Linked DNA regions of Mus musculus: region 2 is linked to region 1. The links are chromatin contacts, called in public HiChIP or PLAC-seq maps. All regions are on one chromosome and are shown on one strand. Each heading gives the region's core, a stretch centred on a gene start, on an enhancer-like site or on the middle of the called end of the contact. The rest is flanking DNA. Distances are from core to core; before and after follow the strand shown. Region 1 overlaps Tmem163 (transmembrane protein 163). Region 2 holds the start of Tmem163 (transmembrane protein 163).

Evidence for each region. HiChIP or PLAC-seq counts read pairs in DNA pulled down with a chosen protein or histone mark.
Region 2: a contact with region 1 is called in an H3K4me3 HiChIP or PLAC-seq map of embryonic forebrain, with 2.7 times the contacts expected there. The contact joins the promoter of Tmem163 here to the enhancer-like site in region 1. A contact is called at or near these places in 2 of 39 promoter capture datasets (HPC-7-derived erythroid cells and trophoblast stem cells), 1 of 15 datasets of contacts at CTCF or cohesin (CD8 T cells), 4 of 484 Hi-C or Micro-C datasets (the HL-1 cell line, brain, cerebellum and 1 more), 8 of 115 datasets of contacts at active chromatin or transcription factors (craniofacial prominence, embryonic basal ganglia, embryonic forebrain and 5 more) and 3 of 9 other capture datasets (embryonic stem cells, liver and pancreatic islet).

What each region holds. Positions count from the first base shown.
Region 1 is chr1:127,551,508-127,559,303 of GRCm38.p6, forward strand. Tmem163 (transmembrane protein 163) reads right to left here. Exons shown (of 8, transcript NM_028135.2): 3 at 1,254-1,297. Among named protein-coding and RNA genes, the nearest start is that of Gm41947, 76 kb to the left of the region's middle. RefSeq lists an enhancer at 2,858-5,372. Within about 2 kb of position 4,859, at least 20 of the 459 cell types and tissues checked have an H3K27ac peak or open chromatin away from gene starts, as enhancers often do. A contact at or near this core is called in embryonic basal ganglia and embryonic forebrain, where this site is marked.
Region 2 is chr1:127,676,508-127,683,360 of GRCm38.p6, forward strand. It overlaps Tmem163 (transmembrane protein 163), which reads right to left and starts at 1,514. Exons shown (of 8, transcript NM_028135.2): 1 at 924-1,514. The coding sequence starts at 1,122.

The DNA of each region.
Region 1 (7,796 bases), core at 3,609-6,108:
GACAAGCATCTTTGAGTGAGTACATTTCTGCATGCTTCTTGCAGCCACTATGAACTCCATGGTGGAACCCTGGGCATCACACACTGTGGCCCTTGTATGAATGGCTCTGTTCTCAGAGCCCCAGGACCCAGCATTCCGGAGATATGGAACAGGAGATTAGAATGGGAAGTACTGTTTTCTGAAATACATGAAAGTGTTTAATCTTGTGACAGGCAAGATGACATTGGCATTTTCCTATACCCAGTAAGTTAAAAAACCTTGGGTGCAAATTCTAATTCTGGCTCTCACTGGAACTGTTCTAGCTAGGTTCAGGAGGTTCAGGAAGTCTCCCAACAATTTGATATCATGTAGAAATTCTATGCCTTTGAGAAAACCAGAGAGAGAGAGAGAGAGAGGTGTTTCTGAGACTGTATATATTGTCCATGTATTATGTGTGTTTATGCACATGTATGCCTATGTTGTGTATTTACATCTGGGTGGATGTGTGTCTATGCTGTGTGGCTGTGTGTGTGTGTTATATGTCTGGCTGTATATTGTACATGTATCTCTTTCTGTGTGTATGTGTTGAGTGTCTCTTTCTAGGTGTGTGTATATGTAGTTTGTGTTCTAGTTACCAGTATGCTCATATGTAATTTTCTGGACTGTCTACAAGCTTCAGAAGAATTTACAACACCCTCAAAGCAACACCCAAAACATTAAGTTCTTACAACAAAGGGCAGATGTGGGTTTGGGACCCAGTACAGAATGCCCTCTGTCTCTGCAACAAGGAAGGAAAGAGCATGCTTGAGGCATGCAGGCTTGCAGCATAGCTGCCTCCATTGACCTATTTCCACCAGGAGTCAGGCAGGAAACTCAGCTCCCCTTAGCAGGACTACAGACCATTTGACTTCTATTGTGAAATCACAATCCATCTCACATCCCGATGTCTCTGCCTACACCATCAAATGTATCACCCAGGTGTGCTAGACCCGCATGCAACCTGGAAGGGCACAAAGAGGTAACCCTCCCAAAACATCCTCTCCAACCCCTCTCAGGACATGTGATCCCAGGATGTGTATTTGGGAAATAGCCCATCCTAAGGCCTTTAATACTACTATGTTGTCATTTTCACGGAAGTTGTCACTAAAGTGACACTTTCCGTCCTCCTCTCGTATCTGCTAAGCACCAGTCTGTTTCATGACTGAGGTGAGAGTCACAGGCTCAGGGAAAGCGTGCAGAATTTCACAATGGTGAGGACATTTCAGGCTACTTACTGCAAACCCGAAGGCAGAGGCGCTGTACCTCATGACGGAGACAGCTAAAAAGAAAGAAAACACCATTCAGATTGACAGCCCCGAGGGTCACGTGTCTTGTTTGTGAGTTCATCAGCACACCAGATACAGCCTTTTCAACGCCAGGGGAAAGTTCCAAGAGAGTAATAGAAATTTTAATATCATTGTCTAAAAATCTAAGAGTTCAAAAAGAAGGAGAAATTATTTTCAAATTCTATGACACTTCCTCCTTCCACTGTGTTCTGAACCATCCATGGAACAACTTCAGGGAAAACAAACCAAACCAAACCACCCACCCAAACAAACAAACAATTAAGCACTTGTCAATCATCTGGCTTCTGTGTCTTTGAAAACAGAAACTGCAAGCAATGCAGTAGGAACTAATTCTTCAGGATGAAGCTGAAACCTGACTCCTGCTGCCTGCACTATCAAGCCTACTCAATTTCTACTCTGAATCCATCCATGCTCACTGGCCTTGGTGCAATAGGTGTGCACAGTTAAAAGACCCCGCCCTGTTGTGTGCCCCACAAAACCACCTGATGTTGAACTGTGACTTCAAAATGTCTGTACATGAGTTCTTCAGTGATACCAGGTCGTTACCTAGGCCACAAAATTCAAAGCAGATGCCCAAATTATTACAGTGAGATATATAAGGGCCCTTAACCCAGATTTATAATTAATCAAGTGCTGTCATCTGGGAAGAGGGCTCAGTGGATTCAATGGTTGCCTTGCAAGACTGAGAGCATGACTTCAACCCCAGCATCGAAGGGGAAAAGCCAGGCATGGTAATGTGATTGTAATCCCAGTGCTGGAGAGGTGGGAACAAGTGGATCTCTAGGGCTCAAGGTCAGGTCAGCCTGGACTACTTGGTAACCACCAAGCCAGAGTAATTGACCCTGTCTCAAAAAACATGGTTGGAGGTGATTAGAACTGTCTCTTCAGAAGATCTGAATTCTGTTCCTATGTCAGTAGTACCCATGTCAGGTAGTTCACAATCACCTCTTATGTCCATCTCCAATGAATTGGACACCCTCTTCTGGCTTCTGTGGGCACTAGTGCACACACATACAGATAAATAGAATTAATGTAAGTATTTTTTTAAAAAAAAGTGTCACACACACCTTAAAAAGTTGTTCTGTGGCCTATACATACACTTGTGTTTGTATGTACATGTAAACTAGAATACAATCGCACACACAAGTACACACACACACACACACACACACACACACACACACACACACATGGGGTGGGGGTTGCACCATGACTTCACTCTCAGAACTACACTGAAAAGTCCCCCTCACATGAGTGAGTTAAGCCTGCCAGATGGATGGATAATGGATAGCACATATGGAATATTAATATTATTCATGTTTCAGGGCACTGTGAGCCAGTGGGGTCCTAATGAACTCAGGGTCCTTCAGAGAGATGTGTTATTCACTTAAGCATCATCTTCATCTAGTTCCTTGATGAAAGACATGCAAAGAGCAAAATGCCAAAATTGGATGGGGGGTGGAGAGTCCTCTGAAGGGTACTCCATGGAGCCTCTGCACCCTCCCACGGCTTCCCACAGTGGCCAGCTCTCCAGCCATGCTGCTAACCAACTGTAAACAGTAATTAGCCCAGGAATCACATAGAAGAGCTCAGTAGCCTCTGAGGAGTTTATCAAGAGTGTCAAGAAATAAGTTTGAGTTTCCTTTGCCCTATAACTGAATCATAGTATGTCCTGATTCTGGGATAAGAACTAATCTAACAGAAGAGGGTTCAGATGTCCTGTTCCCATGTAAAATCACACTAAGGGGCATCCTTCCTTTGTATGTATGTATGTGTAAGATGCATGACTACATGTATGGAAGCTGGAGGTAAAAGCCCAATGTTATTCTTCAAGAGTTTTCCATCTCATTTTGTTTTGGGTTGTTTAGTTGTTTAGTTGTTTGGTTTTTCAAGACAGAGTTTCTCTGTGTAGCCCTGGTTGTTCTAGAATTCACTCTGTAGACTCAGAGACATCTGCCCACCTCTGCCTCCTGAGTGCAGAATTAAAAGCATGCACTACCACCTGGCTCACCTCGCTTTATAATTGAAGGACCTCGCTTTATAATCAAAGGACCTTGCTTTATAATTGAAGGACCTCACTGGTCTGAAGCTTGTCAAGTAACTAGGCTGTCTTGTCCATGCGCCCCAGTGTTCCGGTCTCTGCCTCTCCAGCACTGAGACTACAGCAACACAACTTTTCTTTGTGTTCTGGGGATCAAATTGAGTTGCTATATTGCTATAGAATAAGCATGTGACCACTGGGAACCTTCTCCCCAACCACCAAACGGAAGGGTTTGCACAGAGGCATTTCCAATCTCGCTCATGCAAGAACGAGTTGTTTGGAGAACAGGCCTGTTCCGGGGTAACCAGCGGGGGCATAGAGAGGCCCCAAGAAGCTTCCTGGGTGTATAAGTAAGCACCACTCAAAGCGACCACAGGGTCAAGATGCTGACTGTAAGCTAGGAGCTGACTCAACTGTGAAGGATAGACATGGGTCGCATCAGCTACACAGAACACTGAAGGCCCAAGAGAGGACTGTGTAGGTCGCTGCGAAGTGAGACTTTCCTATGAAGGCTGTTCTTCTCAAGGTGGGGCTATGGAGCTGGAGGGAATCAGAATCCTAAGAAGCCATTTTTGTGAGTATTCACCCATACTGGGGTAGACATTTCAGTGATGTAGCTGGCTGTGAGTCCCCCATGTTTTCCTAAGGAACCCCAAACAATTCACTGGTTCACCAAGGTAGACTTGGGTGGGATCACTTCTTTGTCTGTTGTTGGTCAAATGATAATCTTTGCAGGATGGGAATATTTGAAGGTTTTTCCCCCACATGTTTTCTACATTTTCTGCAGTCATCATATGTAACCATTCGAATCAGATGATATATTTTATTTGTGGAAAAACCTGTCTGCATCACACAAAGGTAAGCAAAAGTCCCAAATGAACTAGCAGGACAGTTCAAATCCAGATCTAGGCCCTGCAAAGTCCCAAATGAACTAGCAGGACAGTTCAAATCCAGATCTAGGCCCTGCCAGCTCGTGAGTGCTTCGCTCTGACAAGAAAGCACATGGTTATGGAAACCATTATTACATGTAGGCTTCTGGGTCCCATGGTCTACATGAGCAGGTTGCTAATGCTTCAGATTTCCCAGGAGTGTGATTGTGGGCCACATAATCCAGGCAACACACACCAGCAGGACATCACTCCTTGCCTGATAGACCTGCCTCCCAGCGTTTGCCTGTCCTAAGGCAGACTGTCATTTATATGTTAAGGGAATCACTAACAGCTACATCACAGAAGGCACACAACATAAGTCTTAAATAAATATTTATACAGGCCTGGTTAAAAAGACCAGATATACTAAGTAAAACCAGACCAAAAAGCATGTTGGCTGAAAATAAATTCAAACAGAAAGGCAGCTGGAAAACGGAAGGGGACCCAGGAGACTCATTGTTAAGGCCAAGCCAAAGGCAAGCCAGCAGCTGAGTAAGCAGGGCTTGGAGGGAGGGTCTGCTCAGCAGAGACAAAGGGCCTCAGAAATACAGAAGGGAGCCACCAAGGACCAACAGCAAGGACCCCTGCTCAACACCCAACAAAGAATCCCACTCCAATCCGCAGCGAGATTTAGAGACAATGAGGACCCATCTGTCATCCTCTCCAAAGTCAGGCAATAATTATCTTGAGCCTTAGCACGTTTTAGCAATACCCCAGGCCCCAAGTTGTTAAATTATGTGAGCAGTAGAACTCTGTTAATAAATCAATCCCGGTTTAATTAGACTATTTCTATCACTCAGATGCCTAGCAAACACCTCCCCCACAGCTGGGGAACAACCCCACCCTGGAGAGCCCTGCTCCATCACCCACCATCAGAGGCAGGCTCCTCTCTCTTGCTTGCTGAAAGCTGGGATTCAAAAGAGCTGGGACCAATGGAGGGGGTAGGGGGATATATTTTTATGTTCTTACTCTCTCCAACAGAATCTTTACTAGTGTCCCTCTTCTACCCCTCTGAAACAAGATTATCAACTACTACAGTTAGTGGTAGGATTTTTGCTTCAGTGGAGATGGGGAAACTGCTTAATGAACATATTCTTAAGAATATGATAAAAATATGTTGTATTAAATTCTCAAAGGAAAAAAGACTAAGTCAACTTTGTGTAGAGCTGGAGAGACGGCTCAGTTAATAAAGTGCGTGCAAGAGAGCGTGAGGACCTATGTTCAATGCCCCAGAATCGACCCATGTAAAAAGGCTAGGTATATTGGGTAGTGTGTTCTTACAATCCCAGCATTGGAGAAAGGAAGGCAAGTCAACCATCGTGGGTCACAGGTCACCCAGCCTGGCCTACCTGGCAAGCTCTAGGCCACTGAGAGACCCTGTCTCAAGAAACAAGGAGGATGGTAACCTGAGACATGACAACTAAGATTTGACTTCTGATCTCTGCACACATGCACACATGTGCACACATGTGTATCCCTACTCACAGACACATGTGAGTACACGTGTATAAACATCCTGTTGCCATGATTTCCTGAGCATGGTGAGTTGTACCTCAAACTGCAAGCCCAAATAAGCCTTCCTTCCTGTTGGTTTTGTTCCTTGTTGTGGTCAGACATTTGACCACAGCAATGAAGAATTACAGATACTACCTAGTCACTCACAGGTTGTGTACAGGTGGTGGCTTCCATGGTATATTATCAGAACTGGGCTGTTGTCAGATATTTTTACTATCAAGTTCTTATTAAAGTATTCCAAGTCCTGGAATAGAATTTTCCTCACATAGGGGAGATATTAATATCATGTGGGATATTAAAGGCCCAAGGGAGGAACTCACTTTAATGAGCAATTCCTAAAACTAGTATCGGTGACCCAGAAGAGTGACTATCTTTCTTGCCTGTCCCCCTCTCCAAAACTAAAAGCTAAAGCTATCAGCACTAGAACCGGATGGCATGACTGTTGTCTGCCAAGGTTGTCCTCCTTGGCCTGGCCCTACAGGTGCCACACCATACCCTGAATATCTCTGATATAAAGTTTTGTCATACAGTTTGAAAATCGATTTCATTCTAGTTATTTTGTGTGCATGGTATGGAAGTTGCAGATAACTTGTGGCAGAGAACTTGTGGGAGTCACTCTCAGAGCCTGCAGACTCAGACTCCGGTTTTCATTCTTGGTGGCAGATGCCTTTACCCACTGCGCCATCTTGTTGGCCTCAACAGTACATTATACAGAATATGTATAATGTATGGTGAAGAGAAACCTACTGAACAGGCTTTAACGACTTGACTTAGGAGATGGTCCTGAAAAAGGTTTTTTTTTTTCTTTTGAGTTTAACTGGAGTCTTTAGAGGACCATTAACAATGCTACTCAGGGAATAAAAGTTAAACATAACAGACAGAGTTTCTGTCTCTCTCCCCTTCCACTCTCCCACAGAAATGCAGGCAAGTAATAAGAAACTGTTATTAGACGCGTTCTCACGCCCGGCCAGGAAAGACGCAACAAACCAAAATCTTCTGCGGCAAAACTTTATTGCTTACATCTTTGGGAGCCAGGAGGGCAAGCGCCCAGCGCCCAGCCCCAAAAACGAAAGCCCCTTCAATAATGAAACCGAAACCCCTTCCCTCTTTAGGAGAGTTATATTTCGCCTAGGACGCATCACTCCCTGATTGGCTGCAGCCCATGGCCGAGCTGACGTTCACGGGAAAGGTAGAGTACAAGTAGTCATAAAATACCCTTGGCTCATGCGCAGATTATTTGTTTACCACTTAGAACACAGGATGTCAGCGCCATCTTGTGACGGCGAATGTGGGGGCGGCTCCCAACATCTCCCCCTTTCCTTTTAATAAGAGCAAATAGGCCACCCATATTAATGAGAGTGGAGATAGAGGTCAAATCCCCAGTGTGTAGGTAAAGGAGCCATGTACAGGATTAGCTCTTAGGCTCACAGGCTTTTACCCAGAGCAACCCTGACCTGCTCCCGTGTCGTTTTGCCTGGGGGAAGGGAACTAGGACACTGAACCTTCATGAAAGATGACATGTCTCCCTAGAATAGGCTCATATATGCCGCAGAGCCTTTCCATTGCAGTGCTTAGCCGTGCAACTCTCTCGGGCTGCTGAAGCACACTCACTCTATCCCGTGCAATGAGACTAGCCTCATGGGATATAAGAGCTGAGTGGCCAGCGACCTATTGCCTAAGCATAGATATATCAGGGGAAGCTCCATGTTCTAGTCCTGCAAGCGCCTGGGCAATAACCACCTTGTCTCTCCTAGTTTGGGCCTTAAGCTTACAGACCAATCAAAGAAGCAACACTAATCCACAGCAAAGTGTATCTCCAAATAATATTAATCCCACCCATTTTTTAAAGAAAGAAAATGCTGAGGAGATCCAATTGGGTAATCCTTTGGTCAGCGACAGGTCCAAGCGCGTGGAGTTGACCTGAAGTCTCAATTCCCGAAGGATCTGTTCAAATTCAGCCATCCAATTCTGTAACATATACTGAAA
Region 2 (6,853 bases), core at 264-2,763, 120 kb after region 1:
CAAGAAAAAAGGAAAAAAAAATGAATAGAGGTGTACAGAGTCGGCTGCCTGAGAAAAGACCGTGCTGCAGAGACCCCCAAATCCGCCAGCAACGGTTTCAGCAGCACCGTTGATAGTTTTCGAGGGGGGCCAATTAAGAAGCAGCAAGAAAGGGGAATGGTGTAGATGCGGTCGTCTTCGCAAAGAACCCAAGCTGAAGGCCGCTAGAGCAGGATGGGGAAGGAGAGCCAGGTGGGGGAATGAGGGATCCCTAACGTTCGACGCAGCCCCACTAAGGAGACAGTGGTTGTAAGCGGGAGATGGTGATGCCTTCCAGGGGACGCACCGGGTACAAGGCCAGCGTCCAAGGAAGGACTCAGAGCTGGACACACTCTCTCCAGGAAGTATCAGCGCGGATAGCATCTGTGCAGATCAGGTTGGTAGCCAGACCCCAAACATCCTAACCTCTCTGCCAGCACCCTCACACTATGGGGCGGTGACCGCTGTGACCCAGGATCCAGGGAGCTTCGGCCCCACGCACGTCCAGAGGCTAAGGGGACCCTAGCTGTCACCCTACCGGGTGCTCTGCCACTAACCAAAAAAATTAATTAATAATAATAATAACTTTCCCCGGGTGGCTGGGCTTGCGCAGCGGGATGCTTTGGAACCCACATCTCCCAGCACCGAGAGGAATCCCTTGGTCCCCCGTAAGACACTAAGAACCCTGTCTGCAAACTTTTCCCGCGAGCACCGGAGAAGGCTGGCCTAAGCACCCTCCGAGATCGGAAAACTGAAAGAGGCTCTCGGGAGGCACCGCTGCCCGACCCTCATGGATCCCGAAAGGTGGAATAGTCGCTTCCGCTCTTTGCACCAAGCTCCGCAAATAGGGGACAGGTGGCTTGAGAGGGGCGGAGAGGAAGGAGCGCGGGGCGGTGGTAGCTCACCTCGGTCTTCCAACCCGTCGCTGAACTGGCCGCTCTCGCTGATCCGTGGCTGCCTTTCCTCATCAGACTGCACAGAGGAGCTCATCGGAGCCGGGCTGGGGGCGGGGGCGGCGGTCGAGGGCGCGTGGCCCCGCGGTGGCGGCCGCGGGACTCCGGGGCCAGGGGGGCTGCGGCGCTCGCTGCCCAGAGCCGGCTCCATGGCGCCGGGGCTGCAGATCCCCCGAGGCGAAGCCGACCACGATGGAGACACGAAGTCCAAAGTGCCAGAGACCGAGGGCACCGAGAGAGAGCTTCGCCCGTACCGCGGTGAGCGGCAGGTCCGCCGCTAGCACACCGAGTGGCGGAGGCTGGTGCCGCGCTGTCGCCGCTGCGCTCCGCCCCCGGGGGCAGGTGCGGGCGGCAGGGACCCGCCCCGAGGCGCTAAGCCCGGGCACTGGTATCGATGCACCCAGGCGAGTGGAGAGGGAGGGCCCCGGACGGTCCAGACGCGTGGAAGCTGAGGGAACTGTTAGGGGGCGTGGGGACCAGCCTGCGGGTAGCGCAGGGCTGGGTGAGGGCGTGACGGAGGACGCGCCCCCCACTCACGTCGCGGATTGGTGCCCAGGAGGGACCCTTCCACCCTAATTACTCTGCAGTCCTCGGAGCCTGTGGCCGCGCGTGGGCAGGAGAGAGGGCATCGCAGCTCATCCGGCCTTTTTTCTCTCCCGGAGCCACACAGGCTACAAGGATTGCACCTTGTCCCCGCCTGCCCAAGCAGGCACCAGGATTCACCTGTTCCCCAGCCTCTGGATCTGCTGCCCTTAAATGGCTTTAACTCTCATCTCAGTTTCTCTCTTGCACCAACTTAGATTGAGGTGCTGCTGGAACCGTGGCTTGTCCCCCCCTCCCCCAGACCTCCCATTACGACTATCCTTGGGCCTTTCCCATCCATCTGTCAACCTCTCTAAGCGTTCAGGATCCGTCCCCTTGCTGCGGATGCTCACCCCTGTTCTTCATCTCTGACCATAACAACTTCCCACACTTGGGCAGTGAGCCTGGTCTCCCCAGCGAAGCTGCAACCTGGTCCACAGGGCCGGCTGGGGAAGACCCACAGGCGAACCGGCCGCCTAACGGATTGGGGACCCGATTGATTGCATTTACATCCGAGCTCTAGAGAGTCTAGATTTTATCAATAGGTTGGTATCAGTCTCTAAATTTCATCTGAGTACTCTAACATGCCAATTCCTTCATTTAAAGGAATCCACCCTGTTTTCTTTTGAGAGTAACCGGTTTCCTTTCTTGGTTTCCGCTCTGCCAGGGAACATAGAAGTCAGGATATGATTTAAATGTCTCTGTGGGGTTCCAGAGATGAGAAGGGAGTCACATTTTGTTGGGATCAGATCTGAGTGATCTCGGCTCCAGTTCGGTCTTCCGTTGTGTTTTTTTTAAACAATAATTTCAACTGTAAACTGAAAGCATCGAACTAGGTCATTTCAACACTCCTTTTTTTTTTTTCCTATGAAGAAAATGAAATTTTCAACAGCCCCTTCTTTTCTTTAAAGAAAATTAAACGCCATGTTCACTGGGCTTAAGACACACACACACACACACACACACACACACACAGAGAGAGAGAGAGAGAGAGAGAGAGAGAGAGAGAGAGAGAGAGAGTTTTTACCACTGATCCTGACGCTGTTCTTGGTACAAATGCTTCACATGTACAGAGCCCTCCGTCCTCTCGCATCCTGGATTGTGGGGGTTGTTTTTTGTTTTGTTTTTGTTTTCCTTTTTCTTTTTTCTTTTTTGTTCCAGATGATTCCATTGGCTGCCCTCTCAACGGTAGTCAAAGAATCACCCCAAGAACAAAAATATCCAGGCCTTGAGCACTGTGGAGGTCGATGTCACAGGCTGCAACAGAGTTGGCTGAAACGTTAACGCAGTGGCTTTTAGACTTCATCCCCCTCCTAATATTCTGCTTTTTTGAAAATTATATTTTCTTTTTCACTGTGGTCTTGGGGACAGGAGCAGAAGAGCTAGCACCGGCTTTAGCACAGAGCTGCGTCCCCACCTCTAATCTGTTTGTTTGTGCATTTATTTGTTTGGTATTTTAACAAGCATTTTCCTTTGCTGTGTGATTCAATTGTTCTTGAGGTCTGGCTAGAAGTCTTGAAACATGCCCCTCTCCGGGAACATCTTCCCTCTCTGCAGGCGCCGCACCCCCAGTGCACACACACGCTGCACAGCAGGCTCTCTAGAAGAAAGGGATCATCGTTCTGATTCCACACTTGGTTTTTGCATCCAGAGCATCTACGCGTGTAACGGTGCAGGTGAGCAAACTAGGGCTCATCATGCTCCTTCTGTACCCGAGCAAAGTCTCTTCTTTGAAGGGGAAGGAAGGGGGTTCAGCAGAAGCAAAAGCTGTTGTAAGCCTCTCTTGCCTTTTATGCTGCAGCTCCCCCACTACAAGCCCCTGCCTCTTCACTGGGAGACTATATTAGCTGCATCCTGGAAAGGAGACCATTTGCCGGGCACCTTGCTAAATGTTTCATAGGCTTTCCTCCCGCTTCAGCAACCGCCCAATTCGCAGCACGTCCACCCCCTAGGGGACGTTGTGGAGAAGTGCAGGCGCTTTCTTTGAGGCCACCCCAGTTTGGTAGGGGGGATAGGTACAGAAGTCCAGCTGGATCTTCGGTTCTGTGAAAATGTGCTTCTTCCAATCACGTTAGAATTTTAACTGTGTTTACATGTGAACATGGCATATGATGGCATCTTTGAATGCACACAATTTTTTCTGGGAATACAACTAGTATGCAAGTCTAGGGACGCTGAACCTTCTCTTCTTTTGGGAAACCAGGACGCTGAAGGCGGTTTCGTTCACCACATGAGTCAGCAGATCTGTGCCCATCATATATATATATATATATATAACTGCCGCGGGCTAAGGAATTCCATGTGTGCTTACGAATATATCTGTTAAGCTTTTATTTCAACACACTAAACACTAAGAAAAAATAATGCCAATAATATCCTAGAGTCTAGTCATCCTCCCGCTCCTACTTCACAAGTAGATGCAGACGTCTGAGTACAGCTGGCTTCTGGTACAGTCCTGAGTAGTCATTTATCTCGGCAAAAGCACATTAATTATGTATGGTGCTACTTTTATTCCTCTGCCACCATATACATCATTATATTGATTTTAAAATTAGAGACATATGTATCAGCCACAGATTCATCTCATAGCCACAGCAGTGAGTAGTCCTAAAGAATTGTATAGAGGGAGAGAGAAGGGGGCCTGGAACAATGGTTCTGTTAGTTTGTTTGTTTGTTTTGCTGTTCTGGAACTCACTCTGTAGACCAGGCTGGCCTCAAACTCAGAAATCCGCCTGCCTCTGCCTCCCAAGTGCTGGGATTAAAGGCATGCGCCACCACTGCCAGGTGGAACAATGGTTCTTAACCTGTGGGTCGCGACCCCTTCAGAGACTTGAAGAACTCTTTCACAGGGGTCACCTAAGACCATCAGAAAACACAGATATTTACATTACAATTCATAACAGGATCAAAATTACAGTTATGAAGTAACAATGGAAATAATTTTATGGTTGAGGGCAGATCACCACAACACGGAACTTATTAAACAGTCGCAGCTTTAGGAAGGTTGAGGGCCACTGTGCTAGAGGTACAGCTCTTGCCAAGTTCAATTCTCAGCCCCCAGGATAGGCAGCTCACAGCCACCTGAACCCCAGCTTCAGGGGACCCAGTGCCCTCTTCTGGCCTCTCAGCACACTTGGACTCATATGTACATACCCATATATGAGCACACACAGATACACATCATTAAAAATAATAAAGTAAATTGTTTTAAAGGGAGTTTGTTAGGGAGAAAAATCATTCCAGCAAGAAGCTTCTAAGAAGGTGTGGCCTGAATGAACCACAGAAGAAGACATTAAGAAAAAGAAAGAAAGATAAAGCTGGAATACAGAGACATTCGTGATAGAGTTTCTGCTTTATGCAAACTAAATCCTAAAAAATAATAATAATAAAGTCTTCTTTATTTTAGTTTAGACAGGATATCATGTAGCCAAGGCTAGCCTGGAATTCTCTATGTAGCTGAGGATAACTTTGACCTTGCATTTCTACCTCTACCTTTAAAGTCCTGATATTACAGACATACCCACAATGCCCAGCTCAGGGTATACTGAAGATGGAACCTGGGACTTCATGCCCAGGGCCTTTTGCATACTAGACACGTGTGCTACCATCGGAGCCAGCTAACCACCCAGACTATCTTTTTAGTTCTTGTAGCAACACAAGCAACACTGGAAAGCACGTAGCACTCCAGGGCTGGGTGGGGTGAGGAGCTAGTTGTGCAGCCCTGAAGTGTTTATGCTGGTGCTGCATGGACCTCAGCAGCATCCCCAGGGAGGCCCTACAGTCTCCGGAAACATGGCAGGCATGAATGCAGACAAACAGTGCCAGCACTGGCAAGTGCTACATTTATAAACTCTTTCTCATAAAAAAAGGAAAAGATACAAACTAGGTCATGACTACAGAACACTTGGATATGACATGTTTATGAGACCTGTCATTTATTTTTAGAGGTTTTTGTATCAAAACATTCAGCTACCGGTCCTCCACACCCTGTGCCCTGTACTGGTGTATTCAGTTCACCGAAAGCAACAGTACATATTTTTTAAATTATACATCCACTAAAACTGCCCTTCTCTCTCTCCCCCCCCTCTCTCCCTCTCTCTCTCTCTCTCTCTCTCTCTCTCTCTCTCTCTCTCTCTCTGTGTGTGTGTGTATGTGCTTCATTTTTTTCTTGTATGACAGGGTCTTTCCTGGCCTCACCAAGTGGGTGCCAACCAGACAGCTTTTAAAATATTGGTTTCAGGGGATTCAGGCTCCTGTGCTTACAAAGGGAGCAGACTGAGCTATCTATCTGCCCAGCCCAGATAATTTTTTCCTCCTCATTATTCTTTTTTTTTAATTTTATTTATTTGTTTATTTATACATTCATTTTATTTTTATGAGTACACTGCAGTTGTCTTCAGACACACCAGAAGAGGGCATCAGATCCCATTACAGATGGTTATGAGCCACCATGTGGTTGCTGGGAATTGAACTCAGGACCTCTGGAAGTGCTCTTAACCACTGAGCCATCTCTCCAGCCCTCTCCTCAAACTCAGAAATCCACCTGCCTCTGCCTCCCGAGTGCTGGGATTAAAGGCGTGCACCACCACTGCCCGGCTTCCTCGTTATTCTTAAATAATTCAGTGTACCCACCATTATGTAACGTTAGCTTCATTATAAGTACGGTGGTTAGTTTTCAACTTAACACAGCCTCAGATCACCTGAAAAGCGTCTCAGTGAAACCCTGTCTAGACCAGTGGTTCCCAACTAGATCTGTATGGATCACAACTCCTTTGGGAGTCCCATATCAGACACCTTGTGTATTATATATTTACATTACTATTCATAACAGTAGCATAAGTACAGTTATGAAGTAGCAACAAAATAATTAGGTGGGGGGAGGTCACTACAGCGTGAGGAACTGTATTAAAGGGTTGCTGCACTGGGAAGGTTGAGAACCACAGGTGTAGGTCTGTGAGCATGTCTGTAGAGGATTACCGAGCCAGCGCATGGTGAGTGACATCATTCCCTAGTTTGGAATCCTTGTCTGCATAAGAGTGAAGAATGAGAGCCGGTCGGTGGTGGTGGTGGTGGGCGCCTTTAATCCCAGCACTTGGGAAGCAGAGGCAGGCAGATTTCTGAATCGAGGCCAGCCTGGTCTACAGAGTGAGTTCCAGGATAGCCAAGTACACTGAGAAACCCTGTGTCAAAAAACAAAAACAAAAACAAAAACCAAACAAAAAGAGTGAAGAATGAGCTGAGCAGTCGGGATCCCAGGATTCATCCTCCTGCTTTTACTGTGGCTGCAATGACTAGCCGTT